Linked DNA regions of Hordeum vulgare: all the other regions are linked to region 1. Evidence: chromatin contacts called from public Hi-C data. All regions are on one chromosome and are shown on one strand. Each heading gives the region's core, a stretch centred on a gene start, on an enhancer-like site or on the middle of the called end of the contact. The rest is flanking DNA. Distances are from core to core; before and after follow the strand shown.

Region 1 (2,515 bases), core at 6-2,505:
CCCATTAGTTGTCCGGCGCGCGCGCGTCATTGTCCTAACAACTGGCCTAATTTGCAAATTGCTCTAGACCTCATGCTTGATTCCTCCCGTTAGTTCAGGGAGCTCCATCAGCACGGATTACGTGCTCCTCCCCGTCCCCGCCGTGAATCTCTCATCGGATACGCGCGCGACGTTCCCCGCCGTGACTCTCTCATCGGATACGCGCGGGACGTTCCTATAGGGACGTCGTAACGGGCAGAAGGGCAAGCCTCCTTCCGGCCAGGGGACCAATGCATTCCTTCTCGTGAAGCATTTGCTCGCCAAAGCCAAAGCCAAAGCCAAAGCCACAAGGGGAAAAAGAGAGAGAAGGAGGCGGTAGAACCGGAAAGGGCTCTGCATGTCTACCTTTCGCTGTGACCAAAATTACTCTTCCCTTCCGTGGCCCTGCTGCATGAGCATGGCCCTCCGCTTTTCAACCAGCAAGACAAGAATATGTCGCAATTGCTCCTACTAGTGTTAAACCGATGGATCAATCCTCCAAAATGCATCCCCCAACCAGACCCAACTTGCGCATAAACATCAATGTGCTAAAAATTCCATGGACAGAAGAGAGCGCCGCATCGCATTTGCCGGTGGGCTGCAAGGCCACAGCGGAGCAAAGAGGCTTGTACGGTACTCAAACCAGCTCACTGATGCATGGCGATGCTACAGGGACTCACGGGCCACGCTGGCTGGGAGAGAGCAGCAGAAAAGGCGCAAGAAAAGAATCTTTCTCTCAATCAAGGGCAACAACCAAGCACAAGCTCACAAACCCCCCACCAAGTTAAGAAAAAGAAAAAAAAATACAGGCACTTCGCATAACAAACAAACTAATCATCATCACCACTCATCGCCCCCGGCACCTTTATTCTACGCCCAGCTCCTCTCTCATTACACTTCTAACATATATAACAATCAATCGGTGGAGGAGGAGGGACCAATTAATTAATGGATTAGTAATAACAATTCTTATGCGAGCAAAAATATACGTACTCCTGTACTAATAAGAATCGGAAATGCAAGCTAATCAGAGCTACTGCGTACGTACTAGTTTTCTTGCGCGGGGAGGGCATCACAAATCACATGGGACACGCAGGGGCAGGAATATGAGTGGAAGCAACCTGGTAGGTAGGTGAGGTGCGGTGCGGTGCGGGCATATGATAAGCATATGGGCTGGGCCGAGCATACACGCGTACATGCATTGCATTTGCATACACCGAAGGAAGTGCTTGGCACCACCTACATATAAACGCACCCGCACACCGCTCAAACACAATTTACAACCCGCACACAGCTCCAACCCGTTGGTTGGATAGCTCAGCAAGACAAGCGAGCTGAGCAGAGCTTTGCTTTGCTTGAACCCCCTACCGACACTTCTTGTGCATCCCAGCCCATAAATCCCCCACGTACTTTACTCGTCATTTCTCGCACCTCCTCCTCCCCCTCCCCCTCGCCTACATTCATTCATTGCTTCCTTTTCTCTCTCCCTGCCCATGCTAAAGCCTGCCTCGGCCATTGCCTGAGCCTGCCATTGTTGGACCTTGGACCTGTTCTCCTTGTCGTAAAGGCAAAGGAGAGCGCGTGCATTGAGGACGACGGCCATGGCGCCAGCGGTGGCCGGAGGGGGCCGCGTGCGGAGCAATGAGCCGGTTGCTGCTGCTGCCGCCGCGCCGGCGGCCAGCGGCAAGCCCTGCGTGTGCGGCTTCCAGGTTTGCGCCTGCACGGGGTCGGCCGCGGTGGCCTCCGCCGCCTCGTCGCTGGACATGGACATCGTGGCCATGGGGCAGATCGGCGCCGTCAACGACGAGAGCTGGGTGGGCGTGGAGCTCGGCGAAGATGGCGAGACCGACGAAAGCGGTGCCGCCGTTGACGACCGCCCCGTATTCCGCACCGAGAAGATCAAGGGTGTCCTCCTCCACCCCTACCGGTACGTCCTGCTCCCACAACTAAACAGAAACTCCCTATATCTGCGTCACACTCAACAATTAATCCAACTAAGTCTCTCTACTACTCTAGTATTTATTTTTACTCTCTATCTGCACAACAAGCGCTACTACAATTAACCCAACAAGCACCACGCCAGGTTGACAGTCAGGATAATTTGATCTTGACCGGAGTAAGTACTAGTACTAGGTCGGTGTTAATCAGAGTAATTATTGCACTAGTTAATTAAAATTTGAGTAATCCGAGACAGGTGCACGTTAGGGCCGGGCCAATGATGGCTCGAATCCACCCAAAATAGCGCGTCCCGGTGTGGGCTGTCGGCTCGGTGCTTCTTCCTTCCATTTTACTAGTCGCAGTCACTGCAGCTTGGGCCCACGGGAGGGGACGTTAGCCGTTGGGCCTGCCTGGCAGGTGGGCCCCGGTGGCCACCCTGGCGGCTCATAAATCCTTGCTACTTTGGAGCTGTAATGGACGCTCTGCAATAGCAATAGGAATCCGAGGTGAAACGACGACAGTGGGCATGGCATGGCTTGCATGTGAATCCAAGCCACAT
Region 2 (2,515 bases), core at 6-2,505, 400 kb before region 1:
CTGCTGCAGCTGCTTCAAGTGCTGCTGCGGCTGCGGCGGATAACGCCGATCTCTATGTGCTTGCGCTTGTGCTTGTATAGGAAAAAGGAACGGTCCGGGGGATATCTTCTAACCCTTGGAATGCTCTAGGACTAAACTTAGATTTTTCAGTTGGAAAAACATGTATTCCCCATTCTCCTCTGTAGTTGCTCGACAGCTTTGTGTAATGGTGGCATAAGCTATTGGCTGTCGAGCTTAGAACAGTCGTGAGGTTGTGAATTGATTTGAACCTGATCGACCCACACATGTTTCAGCTGTTGTGGCATGAAGCCATGAAATCTCAGAGTTTGGATCCGGTTCATCTGGGGCTACACCTGAACTGGACCGTTGAAGTCAATTTCGTCATTGAACAGGTAACGGAATGCAGCTGCTGGCCTCATTCTCTAGGCCCGGATGAGGAACATGACACATCGCCGTCTTATAGACAAGGCAAGATTTCGAGGTTACGCCGTGGCAATGTGTTTGCACTGTCACTCAGAAGGTGCGGCAGGAGGACCACGAGCAGGCTGATTCTGAATGAATGGAAGAAAGGGATGCGTGCAGATACAGAAACTGGGCTTATGCGTGCCAAACCCCAACTGCTGTATAACCTCTTCCTTGCCTTGCAAATGCAACCAGTCGGTGATCATTGCAGGCAGAATACGTGACTGAACCAACACTGGACTACTGGTACTGTATCAGCCAGTGGTGAGGTTTTTTTTTTTAAAGAAGGATCGCCCCGGCCTCTGCAGCATGATAATGCATGCAACCATTTTATTAGAAAAAAAGAGTTCCAAACAAGTGCAATATCTAATGAGAGCTCAAAAAAACTCATAAAAAACAAAGATTACATGTCACATTTGGCCAGATAAAAATAGCCTACAACGACTAAACATCTAGCCTATTAGTGTGTCGTCATTCATATCGGTTGAAGATAGCCCGCGCTGTCATCTCTCATCAGCTGCACCCAGTAACCAAAACCTTCGGCTGCACCCAGTAACCAAAACCCCATGGACTCCGCATGCCTGAGTTACGATCACGTACGGATCCAAGTTGTAGATCTGTACTACCTCCGTCCAAGTGCATAGGGCGACTTTTAGAATCCAAGAATTCCTAAAGTGTTAGACATAATCTAATTAACTGCTCCTCGTTTATCTCAAACGCCTAGTACTACTCGAGGAGTACTACTTTCCTGGCTCCTCGTTTATCCATGCAGTGACCGTACTGGTACTATTCAAGAAGGAAGATGACGTCTGTGAGAGAAGAAATAGTCAATGCATGCAGATAACACTAATGGCAGCATTAATATTGGGATTAATTGTCAAATCTGTTTCGTTTTTTAGCAAAATCTGCACGCCCGTCTCGTCCAATAATTCCCCGCCTAAATCGCTGAGCTTTCTAAAAATCGCCCTACACACCCGGACGGAGGGAGTAGATGACCTGCAAAACGTTGGTGAAATTCTTTCTGTCAAAAATTATATCATTTCTATAATTTCATATAGCCCAAAGCATGGCACTTGTTCCTATCGAATGTGTCTAGCTATGATGACGTCCATCTCATTAAGCCACGTCTCAAATAACATGTCCATACTCGTTGGAGACCACCCGCCTTTCCTTGATTCTAGCTTAATCTCATGGTCTAGATACAACCATTTTGTACATAAGCTAACATCCAGCAGATAACGCTAACTCCTTAATTACCTGTCCGTTTATTGCTCCAGATCCCGTTTCCTCTCTCTTCCCCACGCACCTCTCCTTGCTAGCCGTCAACCGCATCCCCGATGTACTTTCTGATTATGCAGCGAGTTGCCATCTAGGAGTACTAAGCTGCCATGATCGAGGTACAGGAGCAGCGAGCTCGCAACCCCATCTCCGTCGCCGTCATCTACAATTACTTCGATCACCGGTGCGTTCATAATGCATTAGCGAGCGAGGCGATGGACTCCGGTGCGTTCACGATGTGGCTCGCATAAGGCGACGGCGGCGTGGAGGTCGCATGCAACCATGGCCGCCTTGGGTCGCCCTCAAAGGATAGGTAAATCATAGCCTCAACTACTTTGCCATCAATTGAAATCTCGGCTAATTGTGTGTCCATGTTGCAGCTTCACTCCGTTCGTGCACCCCTCAATTGACGTCACTTGGATCATCTGGATCACCTAACGGTTGGAAGGAAGCTAGCACACCACTATATGTAGGAAGCACTGAATGGAAGCAAGTCTGTAGTTTGTGGGATACGCATGATATGATCTTAGGAAGCATTGTATTACTGGTGAAGGAAGCAAAAATGTACTATGTCTGAAAGATGTTTTATAAGTAGATGAAGCACATAAACAGAAAAAATGTTATGCTAGAAGCATTTTAATTTTGCAAAAAGAAATTATAATGGAAACACATTTGTAGTGGATGGAAGCACGTCTTGTGTTGGAAATAAAATAAAAAGGATATACAGGACTCAAAATTTTCAATGTGGAAACATATTCTTGGATGCAACTTTCTA
Region 3 (2,515 bases), core at 6-2,505, 290 kb before region 1:
ACATTGCATGGCATGGTGTCTCAAAAGGACATGAGGGACGAGAAGAAGCGGCAAAGCAAGGACGAGCAAATGAAGCAATACCTGGACCTTCAAAGGAAGAAGCTAGAGATGGAGGAGGCGGCCAAGAAGAGAAAGATCGACCTGAAGAAGGCGGCCCGACAAAGGCAGCTTGACATCGAGACCGCCAATGTCGAGGCCAGGAAGAGGCAGCTGGACATTGAGGTCACCAATGCCGCAACCAAAGCGAAGGAGGTGGCCCTTGCGATCATGAGCGTGGACTTGACGAAGATGAGTGAGAAGACGAGGAGCTGGTTCGAGGCCAGGCGGAAGGAGATGTTCGACGCCGACGACCTGAACTAGGTCGTTCGATCGGACGTGGCCGTTCTTTTTTGAAGGCTGGCATGGGTGCCGCCCGCTGGCTGTGTCCCGCTGGGCCGCTGGCTGTGTGCCGGCGAGAAACAAATTCATTTTGTAGGCTGGCTGTGTTACCGGCAAAGGAAACTATTCATTTTTGAGGCTGGCTGTGTTGCCGGCGAGGACGTGTAAGCCGCTGGTTGTGTTGCCGGCGTGAACTAGGGCCGCTGGCATGAACTGGCCGCAGACATCTGAATCGTTGTTCTATTTGGACGCGGACAAGATAGGGCAAACGGATGCGGCCGCGCGGTCAGCGCATCCCAGGACAGACCTAGACACGACTCCATCTCCTTACCCAAACGGACAAAATCCGGACAAAACGTACATTCGTTTCGAGTCGCGCGATGGAGTTAGCCTCATCCCAGCTTAAGGATACACGGTGACGTGTTGGTGTGGGAAGAATGCCCTTGTTTACCTAGCTATTCGCTTTTCAGACCGCGCTGGCCGCTCGGACTGTACATGGTGTGTGTAGGCGTCACAATCGAACCCGTTCCCATCGCCAAGGAATAAAGCACGGGTGACATGGTTTCTGCCGCGAAACAGCAATGCCGCAACCGACCCGATGGATACGCTGCGCGGTGCCTGAGTTCCTCGGTGGACGCTAGCGCGCGCGCCCAACGGGGCATGACATTCCCGGCGACAGGAACGCCGCAACCGCCGCGCCCCCACACGCAAACGAATTGACACCACTCTCGTTCCGTTTTCCCCCTTCCATTCCACCCATCCTCTTCCTCGGCGCACGACCCTTGGGTTAACGCGGAAGGCGGGTCGGTTCGTCACGTGAAGGCCGGATGCGTGCGAGGGCGGGTTCGTACCGTGTCGGAGCCGGGGACAAGGGCCCGCGACCTACCGTGCACAGGACGTCATCGCCGACCATCCTCTTGCCTGTGCCACTCGCTCGCAGCGTGTACACGACGCCGCCAGGCGGGCGGCGACGTACGGCTCTGTCCGGTGCGCCCGCCCAATGCCGCGTGGTCGATCCATCTACCAAACCCGACGCACTCTCTTCGACTACTGCTACCACCACTCTACCTGTCAGGCGGCAGCAGCAAGGGCAACGCAAACGTAGCATTTTTTTCCATCTACTCATTGTTTTTTTTTATAACACACCCGCTTTATAAATCATCGAGACATAATGTCCATACAAATAGTTTTCCGGATGCATTCCGGAGACACACCATGCCAAACACGACACCCTAACTGATTACAAGATCGAGCTAACATATGTGCAACCACATTTTGTTCACGTAGCACGTGAAAAATAAAACAAGAATTGAAAGAAGTTCTAAGTTGCTTGATGTCTTGAATCACAGGACCACAAATAGATTGATCCAGGTCAGGCAAATTAATACGCTGCACAACCGACAAACAATCTGAAGCGAGTGAGACCTCCTGTAGACCTTCGCTCAACGCAAATTGCAAGGCTCTCTGGATTGCAATTGGCTCCGCTAGCTCAGGTATGATTACCTCAGGAACACCAATACCATAGCAAACAATGCAAGATCCAGAATTCTCTCGCATCACCACACCTTCCCCCATGCTCCTGGAATTAGTAAAAAGGGCAGCGTCAACGTTGATCATCACCATACCTGCCAGCGGTGGAACCAGGATGTTGTTGTAGAGGGTTCACGCCTATGGTTGATCTTGGTAATGAACAAGTGCTCCGCTATCATGTCAACATATGCTTTAATTTTCAATGCAAGACTAGAAGGAGCCAGATTAATATTTTCTTCTCGGAGTTTGTTACGAGCGTCCCAAATATGCCCACACGTCACTGCAAGAACTGTAGCAGCAAGATCATCACAACGAGCCAGAAAGTCAAAGATCCATGTTTTGCTATTTGTGAACCCTTTCCGATAAAGATGCACGTTGTAGTAATCTTTGACATCAGACCAAACAGCTTTTGCATATGGGTAGAAAAGCAATGCATGTTCAACACGCTCGTCAACAGAACAATGGACACAAGCTTTTGATGCAGGAAAATGTCTCCGATGAAGCTGCATCCCGGATGGCAAACAATCATGAGCGAACCTCCATAGAGTTATCAACATTTTCCCCGCCGCCTTGATCACCCAGATTTTCTTCCAAGAGGTGGCTTCAC

Evidence for each region. Hi-C and Micro-C count contacts between places; a contact is called where the count stands out from the background.
Region 2: a Hi-C map of leaf shows a contact between it and region 1, with 3 times the contacts expected there. The contact joins the enhancer-like site here to the promoter of LOC123411279 in region 1. A contact is called at or near these places in 3 of 6 Hi-C or Micro-C datasets (leaf and seedling) and 1 of 1 datasets of contacts at active chromatin or transcription factors (embryo).
Region 3: a Hi-C map of leaf shows a contact between it and region 1, with 7 times the contacts expected there. The contact joins the enhancer-like site here to the promoter of LOC123411279 in region 1. A contact is called at or near these places in 2 of 6 Hi-C or Micro-C datasets (leaf and seedling).

Annotation. Positions count from the first base shown.
Region 1 is chr7H:366,742,487-366,745,001 of MorexV3_pseudomolecules_assembly, reverse strand. It overlaps LOC123411279 (probable mixed-linked glucan synthase 6), which reads left to right and starts at 1,255. Exons shown (of 3, transcript XM_045104211.1): 1 at 1,255-1,945. The coding sequence starts at 1,620.
Region 2 is chr7H:367,143,706-367,146,220 of MorexV3_pseudomolecules_assembly, reverse strand. It overlaps LOC123407891 (alpha/beta hydrolase domain-containing protein 17C-like), which reads left to right. Exons shown (of 6, transcript XM_045101130.1): 6 at 1-338. The coding sequence ends at 43. Among protein-coding and RNA genes, the nearest start is that of LOC123414480, 5.7 kb to the left of the region's middle. Within about 2 kb of position 1,255, at least 2 of the 3 cell types and tissues checked have open chromatin away from gene starts, as enhancers often do. A contact at or near this core is called in leaf, where this site is marked.
Region 3 is chr7H:367,028,706-367,031,220 of MorexV3_pseudomolecules_assembly, reverse strand. No RefSeq gene overlaps it. Among protein-coding and RNA genes, the nearest start is that of LOC123414480, 120 kb to the left of the region's middle. Within about 2 kb of position 1,255, at least 3 of the 3 cell types and tissues checked have open chromatin away from gene starts, as enhancers often do. A contact at or near this core is called in leaf and seedling, where this site is marked.